2 separate regions of the Zea mays genome follow, and region 2 is linked to region 1. A link is a contact called in public Hi-C data. All regions are on one chromosome and are shown on one strand. Each heading gives the region's core, a stretch centred on a gene start, on an enhancer-like site or on the middle of the called end of the contact. The rest is flanking DNA. Distances are from core to core; before and after follow the strand shown. Region 1 has its middle 41 kb from the start of LOC100278747. Region 2 holds the start of LOC100280297.

Region 1 (4,452 bases), core at 1,616-4,115:
CTAGTGTTGTTGTATTTTCTCTGAAGGAAGCTATGGTTGCTTCATATTTCATGAGAAATTGCTCCTGATCAGATTGAGCATCGGAAGTTGGAAGTTGAAGTGGCTTGTATGAAGATAGCCACATAGCTACTTATAGGTCACTCGAGAGTGGGGATGTGTTATAATAGATGAAACTAGCATAACTTTGTTCTTCTGGGACAAAGGTTCTATTCTTGAGGCTATGCTCTTGTAATTGTTCACTCTCTTCTCTTCTCATGCGATGAAGCTCTTTAGAGGCTTCATCAATTTGTCACCGAAGCTAAGCTGGCCGAAGCATATTTTACTCTTCAAAGTCCCTCAATTTTTGCATCAACATCTTGCTCAATCTGTAGCTCTAGGTTTTCTCTCTTCTCTTGCCTTTGTGTGCTAGCTTCGTATAGATTGACAACTTCATCATAGTCTTGCTCTTCGAAGTGGTGCATAGTCCTGCATTTCAAAGTTGTTACTGCAACTGATTGCACTAACAACTCTTTCCTTCTCCTTTCGTGGGGGGCATGATCGTGGTCGCCGATGAGATCATCAGAGGTGGGCGCCAAATGTTGTGGATCTATTGATATTCTATAAAGAAACACAACTAAACAACATGATTATCAAGTTATAGCATCCCCTTTTCGAAGGTGCAATTTGGGGAGGTCAGATAAAAGACATGAAGTATTGGTACTTAAGATCACTTCATTATTCGATAAGGGTCAGTGCAATCAAGATATAAACCGAAGGTAATTGTTCACTTAACACTTCACTTCATTTCTCATTCCTTCATGAAGTATAACTTCATTCTATAACAAATCAAAAAAAGAAACACACACATAGCAAATCTTTGTTCTTATTATTATACCTTCGGGAGTTCTCTCGGGAGAAGTGGCTACATGCGCGAGAGTACAAAATAGATGGTCGCTATAGCTGTGGCATTATTCATCTATTTACAAGGTCAAGTGTATTTTTGTATGGAATTACAAGACTACCATTTATCCTATACAATGGTTCCACGTAATTGGAGATGTGTAATCATGTATTTTTACAGAAGAGGTGTGTCATGCACGTATTTTCTTCCCTCTTTGTAACTTCTCCCCTCTAATTTTTTCGACGACGATTGGGCTTTGTCTTTCTCTCGTCTTCGACCAAGTTAGTGTTGTCGGTTAGTTCGAAGCTCTGCTTAATTCAACGGTTTAAAGGTACTTTCCTTAAAAAATATGTAAAAATAATGACTTTTTGTTAATATGGACCTTCCGCTAGAGATCTTCTATCCAACAATCTCTTTTATCCTCTTGTTGTACTCTACTTTGTTGTTCGTCACGTCTCCTAGAGGGATTTCACGGTGTTTTTGCTGGTTCTGAGGATCCTAGAACAACATCCACGTGATTCTCTTCGATGCATCTTCACAAAAGATGCTCAAGGGTCTATCGGTGAGTAACAAAATGTAACGTAAATAGCAATTCACACTCGCGGTAATAAGTTTGAATAGGCTGGTATGATATCAATTCTTAGGGTGGTACTTGATTACGGTTAGACTTAAATAAACATAGTTTAATGTTATCAGTTATCCAGTACGTTATAAATTAACTTGTGAAGCAAACATCACCTAAAATTAATGTCGGTTGACCGATCTCTAGGTCAGTTTCGTGAGTATACTATGTTCCGCGTTTTCTTTTATTGCCACATTTTTCTTTCAGTCCTACTGCGTGTTGGAAAGGTTCTGATGAGCCAGTCCTGTCAGTAGTAGACGATCGACGAAAGAAGAGCGGGGCACGAGCATATAACGCGAGCGGCCAGGGACATTGATACTGATACCCCCTGCGTGCACCTACTCCTTCATATCTAGGAGATATGGAGAGCAGGTCCATGTCTAAGCGGCTGCTGCTCCTATCCGCTGGAGTGCTGTGTGATGACTGACGCCGCCGCCGCCGTGGCCACCACGCCCTCGATCGAACAGCGAAGCATGCAGCGGCACACAGAGCTGCAATGAACGCATGGACGAGACGGGTTGGTTGATTGACGTGGGAGCGGATAGGGCTCGTGAGGCTTTAGGAAGACAGACGAGGGCGTACGCGGGCGGGCGCGCACGTTGAGAGGCCACGGCCGCAGATGCCCTGCCGGCTCCGCCTTTTGCAAAGGCGGGCCACGGACAGCGACCGCACGCACGGACGATGGGCACGGTCAGTTCATCATACTCGCTGGAGCCCCCAGCCACGCGCACGGAGGAGAGGAGCGAGGCTTGGGAGTTGGGACTGGGGAGTGAGTAAGCTGGGGCACACCGGCCGGGCGGGTGGCAGCCATGTGCCGGCCGCGGCGCAGGGGAGGGGCAGCCAAAAGGAATGTCCCGACATGTCACCGGGTGGGGACTCAGGACGTGATCGGTCGTCGCCCCCCGCGCTGGCTGAGGGCTGAGGCCCCCCTCTCTGTCGTCGTCTACACGTACTTTCCGCCGGCCGTGGCCCGCGCGGTGCCGCGTGCTTGCATGCATGCCGTGGCCATGCCATTATTGGCAGCCGCGCGCGCGGACGGTCCCAAGTGTGTTCGTTTTGTACGCAAGAGTACAGTTTGTTCGCTTCGTACGCAAGATCGCTGGTAGGGGTGGAAAACAAGTCTGCGGCACAGAATAGAGAACCTTGATCTTGGGCTGGCACTGGCACGGTGTCGCTTTCAACGAAAATGCATGCAATCGGAGTAGCTCGAGACATGGCAGCAGCAGGACAGATGATTCGTATTATTTCGTGCCGATTTTTTTGTATGACGCGACGCGACGCGACGATCGAGCTAGCAGGCGTAGTAGCCGTGCCGTATAGGGCCAGCCACCATGCATGCGCCCGCGCACTAGCTAGGCGATCGAGCTGCCTCGCGTCGTGTCAGCCGGAAAGCGCGCGGGGCGTGATCTGGAAATCGTGGCGCACATCGGCAGCGCCAACCAGCCAAGCAAGCGTTGCCGGGAGCGGGATGCATGCACACGTACTAGTTGCGTTGCGTGCTCTCGCGCGGCCGCTTTTTTGACTCGACCACTTGGATGCGATTCGTGCGGGACGTACGGCGCAGCAGATGCTGGCCTGGAGTCATGCTCTGGCTCCGTGGTATTCATATTCCAGAAACACGAGCGCAACGGGCGTCGCCGGTATGGCCATCCATGCAATGCAACGCAAAGTATGCAATCCAACAGACAGACTGCAACTGCCGCGCGCACCGGCTCAGTGGCCGGCCGTGGGAAAGGCTAGCTGCTAGCTAGTAGTAGGTGAGGCGTCATGACGCAATGACGCCCGGACCGTATTAGGACTACTTTAGAACGAACGTAGGAAATTTATAGAAACGGTATAGTAATTTCACAGGAATCGGTAGTACAAAAATATAGGGAAAACGTAGGATCCAGAAAATTATCCTTTGATCCAAAGTAGACCTTTTCTCGCTCTCCTTGCGCTGCCTGCAAAATAGCGGTGGCGGCGGCACGGGGTAGATCAGAAATGCCGCCGGCAGTTGCATCGTGCAACGTTGCCATCTCCAGCGAGCTAGATAGTCCTCTAACTCCTCTCTACAAGTATTTGGTTTGAAGAACCAATGCGATAAGGTAATGCATTATGAGTCCACTTCACAAATTTGGTGTAATGAACTCTTTCCTCAAATTATTACTAATTATTAGCTACGGAGAATTAAATAGTAACGAATCAACTCATTCCATTTCACAAACCAAACAAGAAAGTGAGGGGTGAGAATATGGTGGACTATCTTATTCCTCAAACCAAACATGTTGCATATCGTGACAATAGTGGAGTGACTTGGGCTAGTCATGCTCTTATTACTATTGGTGATTGTCATCACCTAGGATGGCTCAGAGTTTGTGGGATCATTGAGTGGTCATTGGATATTATTGTAGGCTTTGATCATCATTTGTAAGGGGATCATGTGCTCATTCCCGATGGAAGACTTGCGAAGAGCAACTTTAGTGAAAAAGTGGCTAACTGGAGCGCCTCTTCAGTGTGGTTCTTATGGAGCACTATTTGTGAGATTGGCGTGTGATACTAATTAGCGTGTGAATCATCTAGCCTAGACTTGCCACAAACGAGGACGTAGATTACCGATAAGCAACTAAATATCGGAGATGTATCTCATGTCATTTCTTGCCTCGTATGGTTTGCTCACTATACTTACTCTTGTAAGTACATTTATGTCCTTTTGCATGATATTTGCTCAACTAGCCTTATGTAGATCATAACTAGCAGTAAATGTTGATTAATATCTCTTTCTAAGTAAGTAGCTTGCATTGGTCAATATAAACTAAAGATCAAACTACTAGAATTATTTAAAGGATTGCATAGAGCGAATTAGGAGTAGTTGCTTCAACACCATTTTTGTATTGATCAAACTTTTCTCAAATGTCTTGCGAGGTTATAGTATAATTTTTATAGGATATTCACACCCTCTCTAACCATC
Region 2 (5,042 bases), core at 1,378-3,877, 87 kb after region 1:
CGGCGTGGCGCCGACGTGGCACCGAGCTCGGCGCCATAGATCTTGGCGCCGAGCTCTATTTTATACATAGAACCTCTGTAGCTCAGTTGGTAAAACTCAAGTCTCTTAACTTTGTGGTTGTGGGTTCAAGCCCCACTGTGAGCATTTTTTTAATACCTTTTTGTCTTTGTCACTTATTTGTTTTTTTTTGTTGTTCTGATTTTTCGTTTATGACGCTGATTTATCCGTCCAGATTTATTTCTCATCTAGATTTTTTTTGTTTTTGTGACTGTTTTGTTTATTTGTCCAGATTTTTTTTATCTGGCGAGCAAAAACAAATCAGTCAGCGAACCAAAAAATATTCGTCAAGATTTTTTTATCCGGCGAGCAAAAACAAATCAGTCAGCGAACAAAAAAACTGGACGAATAAACAAATCAGTCACAAAAACAAAAAAATCTAGATGAGAAATAAATTTGGACAGACAAATTAGTGACATAAACGAAAAATCTGTAAAAAAAACAAATAAGTGACAAACAAAAGGTATTCGTCAAGATTTTTTTATCCGGCGAGCAAAAACAAATCAGTCAGCGAACAAAAAAACTGGACGAATAAACAAATCAGTCACAAAACAAAAAAATCTAGATGAGAAATAATTTTGGACAGACAAATTAGTGACATAAACGAAAAATCTGTACAAAAAAACAAATAAGTGACAAACAAAAGGTATTAAAAAACATCCACCATGGGGTTCAAACCCACAACCACAAGGTTAAGAGCCTTATTTTTACCAACTAAGCTAGACTAGCTTTGTGTACAGAACTGAGCTAATCCTAGTATGCAATCTATATCATGCAGATGTTTGGTCACACTCCCAACGTACCATATATATGTGTGGGGCCAGAAACAATCAATCATTGATGGCGTAGAGATTTAATCCCTTAAGCATTTATTAGCGAGATTCTGTGTTGGCCTATGTTCAGCTAGGTAGTTAAGATTGGTACTATTGTTTGTACGAGATGTTCCATGTTCAAGTTCAGCACCAAGGTAGCTATTGGAGCGTACATACAGTTTTGAGTACATTATTAGCATAGAAAAAAAAGCCAAGAGGTTTGATCTGGTTGGACTGTTACTTACAAATACAACAGCATCTCTTGCGGCGAGGACGACAATGTCGCTGCAAGAAACAGTCGCAGGGCACACAGCTTCAAGCAACCTCTTTGCTGCATCGATGACATTGAACCCACCAAGCGAGAGGTTTGCAGGATCCGTCCTCTCGGTACCGTTACCTTGTATCAGCACCGATGCATCGCATCCCTGCGATCAAGAAAATCTCGGCACTCTTTAACATGAGCCATAAACGAAAAATCTGTAAAAAAAACAAATAAGTGACAAAGACAAAAGGTATTATTAAAAAACACCTACCATAGGGTTCAAACCCACAACCACAATGTTAAGAGCCTTATTTTTACCAACTAAGCTAGACCAGCTTTGTGTATAGAAGTGAACTCGGCGCCAAGATCTATGGCGCCGAGCTCGGTGCCACGTCGACGCCACGGCATCCGTTTGTGCCAACGCAACACGTACCTCGGCATCATAGCCTATGGCGCCAAGCTGTGTTACCTCGGCGCCATAGGCTATGGCGCCGAGCAAAGGGTCAAAAATGACATTAAAATTTTCTAAGGTCCAAACGTGAATTTTTTTCCGAGGGAGGGTCAAAAAGCAAAAAATTTGGTCGCCTGTAGAAGGCAGAAGCCAGCAGCGAAGACCGTAGAAGGCAGAAGCCAGATGCATGCCGTTGCCTGGCCAATAGTGGGTGCTAGAGCAGCCGAGCAGCCCACCGGAATCTCCAAAATTGATAAATAACAAATGCTAATGACTAAACCTAATTAGTATTACTAATGGGCGAGATATTTGGCCCCCAAAAAATGGAGGCCCTATTCGGGCGTACAGGGTGTATATGCGTGTGCACGGCCCTGATGTAACGTATATGTATTTGGACATAATCTGGATAAATAGAGACCCTACTGATCTTGGGGACATGAGCAGTCGCATACCCTGCATACCCTCAGAGCCGGTTCTGATGGAGTCTATGGCAGTTCTTGCCACTCTCCGTCGATATCGATCTTCTTCTTCTTCTCATGATCACACACAGATCAGATCACGCAGATCGTGTGTCTGAATCGCGCCGGAACCGAACGGTTTCGCTACTTGTTGGGGCCCTGCACGTCATTTACGTGACTCATCATCATAGAAACCACGCCTTCTTCCGTGCGCGTCGAACCAACACACGTCCATCAGCTTCATCACATATTGTCGTCATAATTAATTATTAAAAGCACTTCTTGGTCAGTACACACAGTACGTGGGAGTGAGTGAGTGAGTGATTTCTTTTTCCGAAACAAACACACGCTCTGTAATGCACATTATCCAGAATATAATCTCGGGGGGGGGGGGGGGGGGGGGGGGGGGTTGGCCCAAAGCGATATATATATATATATATTCCATTTGGTACGCACGGGGACAGGCGCTACGAGACACGAACAGCGGCAGCACGGAGCAGAGACGACGAGCCCGAGCCCCCGGCCCTGCCGCTGCCCATCTATAAATATCGCGCACCCACACCTCGCTCCTGTCACACAAGAACACACGCGAGCTCCAGATCGCACTTGCCAGCCTTGAGCCACTAATCACCTGGCAGCACTCTACACGGCGAGAGGGAATCGAGGAGAGCTTACGAGGTAGTTAGTAGCTACAAGACACAGCACCATAGGCATGCCGGAGGCGCCGGTCGTCACAATGCGAGACACGGCGGCGGCGGCGCCGCCCGCGACTCACCGCGACCTGCTCGAGTACATCGAGCGCGTGACGGCGGGGGCGGCCCAGGTGCAGCGCCGCGTCCTGTCGGAGATCCTGGCGCAGAACGCGCCGGCGGAGTACCTGCGGCGGCTGGGCGTCTCGGGCGCCGCGCCGGGCGCCGTGGAGGCGTTCCGCCGCGCCGCGCCGCTCGTCACCTACGAGGACATCCTGCCCGACGTGCTGCGCATCGCCAACGGGGACACGTCGCCCATCCTCTCCGGCAAGCCCATCCGCGAGTTCCTCACCAGGTGAGCCAGCCTGCCTGCCCCGTGCCGTGTGAGGAGGTCTGTAGTGTGTGTATGTGCATGTCGACGTCGCACGCGCGCGTGAAGAGTGATAGTAATAATGGCCGTACCCGTACGTGCGATGATGGTGGCAGCTCCGGCACGTCCGGAGGGGAGCGCAAGCTGATGCCGGCGATAGCCGACGAGATGGACCGGCGGTCGCTGCTGTACAGCCTGCTGATGCCGGTGATGAGCCAGGCCGTGCCGGGGCTGGACAGGGGCAGGTGCATGTACCTCTACTTCGTGAAGGCGGAGTCGCGCACGCCGGGCGGCCACCCGGCGCGCCCCGTGCTGACGAGCTTCTACCGGAGCCGCCACTTCCTGGAGCGCCCGCACGACCCCTACACCGTGCACACCAGCCCCGACGAGGCCGTCCTCTGCGTGGACGCGTACCAGAGCATGTACGCGCAGCTGCTGTGCGGCCTGGTGCACCGCGCCGACGTGCTCCGCGTGGGCGCCGTCTTCGCGTCGGGCTTCCTCCGCGCCATCCGCTTCCTGGAGAAGCACTGGCAGCGCCTGTGCCGGGACCTCCGCAGGGGCGCGCTCGGTGCCGAGGTGACCGACCGCTCCGTGCGCGCCGCCGTGGCGCGGGTGCTCCGCGCCGACCCGGCGCTCGCCGACGCCGTCGAGGCCGAGTGCGCCAGGCCGTCGTGGCAGGGGATCATCCGGAGGGTGTGGCCCGGCACCAAGTACATCGACGTCATCGTCACCGGCGCCATGGCGCAGTACATCCCCACGCTCGAGTTCTACGGCGGCGGGCTGCCGCTCACCTGCACCATGTACGCGTCCTCCGAGAGCTACTTCGGCATCAACCTCAACCCCATGTGCAAGCCCAGCGAGGTCGCGTACACCCTCATCCCCACAATGTGCTACTTCGAGTTCCTGCCCTTGCCACAGCCCGGCCCCGGCGGCACCGACGACGCCGATCCCGACCATCGCGACCTCGTGGACCTCGTCGACGTCAAGCTCGGGCACGAGTACGAGCTCGTCGTCACCACCTACTCAGGTGCGGGTGCGGGTGATGAAATGGAACAGCTGCTAGCTGATGAGTCAGTGACACTAGCTAGCTAGCTAACGAACGTACACGCACGCACGCCGTGCAACTGCAGGTCTGTACCGCTACCGCGTGGGCGACGTGCTGCGCGTGGCCGGGTTCAAGAACCAGGCGCCCATGTTCAAGTTCCTGCGGCGGAAGAACGTGGTGCTGAGCATCGACTCCGACAAGACCGACGAGGCGGAGCTTCACGCGGCGGTGAGCGGCGCGGTGCAGCACCTGGCGCCGTTCGGCGCGTCGCTGGTGGAGTACACGAGCTACGCGGACGCGGGGACCATCCCGGGCCACTACGTGCTGTTCTGGGAGCTGCGGCTCCGCGCGGGGGACGTGCCGGTGCCGGTGCCGGCGTCGGTGTTCGAGGACTGCTGCCTGGCCGTGGAGGAGGCCCTGAACAGCGTGTACCGGCAGGGCCGCGCCGCCGACCGCTCCATCGGGCCGCTGGAGATCCGGGTGGTGTCGGACGGCACGTTCGACAGGCTCATGGACTACGCGCTCGCCCGCGGCGCCTCCATCAACCAGTACAAGGTGCCGCGGTGCGTGCACCCGGGCCCCGTGGTGGAGCTGCTGGACGGGCGGGTGCAGGCCAGCTACGTGAGCCCCAAGTGCCCCAAGTGGAGCCCCGGCGGCGGTAAGCAGTGGAGCAGCGACGCCGCCGCCAAGAAGCCCGCCGCCGCCGCCGGCAGCAATAATGGAGGAGGGGCGGTCGTCGCCTGATCGTCGTCCGTCGAGATATACTAGTGAACTTTAATTAATTAGCTGGCTAATTCCGGAACCGTCGTTGTTGTTCGTGGGAGAGAGAGACTCGATCTTGTGGTCGATCGATTGTGATAGCTGATCTATCCGTGTGCATGTATGCATGCATGGCTAC

Evidence for each region. A called contact is a pair of places that touch in the nucleus more often than the background predicts.
Region 2: a Hi-C map of ear shows a contact between it and region 1, with 2.3 times the contacts expected there. The contact joins the promoter of LOC100280297 here to the enhancer-like site in region 1. A contact is called at or near these places in 4 of 25 Hi-C or Micro-C datasets (ear, endosperm and leaf).

What each region holds. Positions count from the first base shown.
Region 1 is chr8:124,586,801-124,591,252 of Zm-B73-REFERENCE-NAM-5.0, forward strand. No RefSeq gene overlaps it. Among protein-coding and RNA genes, the nearest start is that of LOC100278747, 41 kb to the left of the region's middle. Within about 2 kb of position 2,866, at least 17 of the 20 cell types and tissues checked have an H3K27ac peak or open chromatin away from gene starts, as enhancers often do. A contact at or near this core is called in ear, endosperm and leaf, where this site is marked.
Region 2 is chr8:124,673,733-124,678,774 of Zm-B73-REFERENCE-NAM-5.0, forward strand. LOC100280297 reads left to right here and starts at 2,628. Exons shown (of 3, transcript NM_001153224.1): 1 at 2,628-3,084; 2 at 3,216-4,126; 3 at 4,230-5,042. The coding sequence starts at 2,753. The coding sequence ends at 4,888.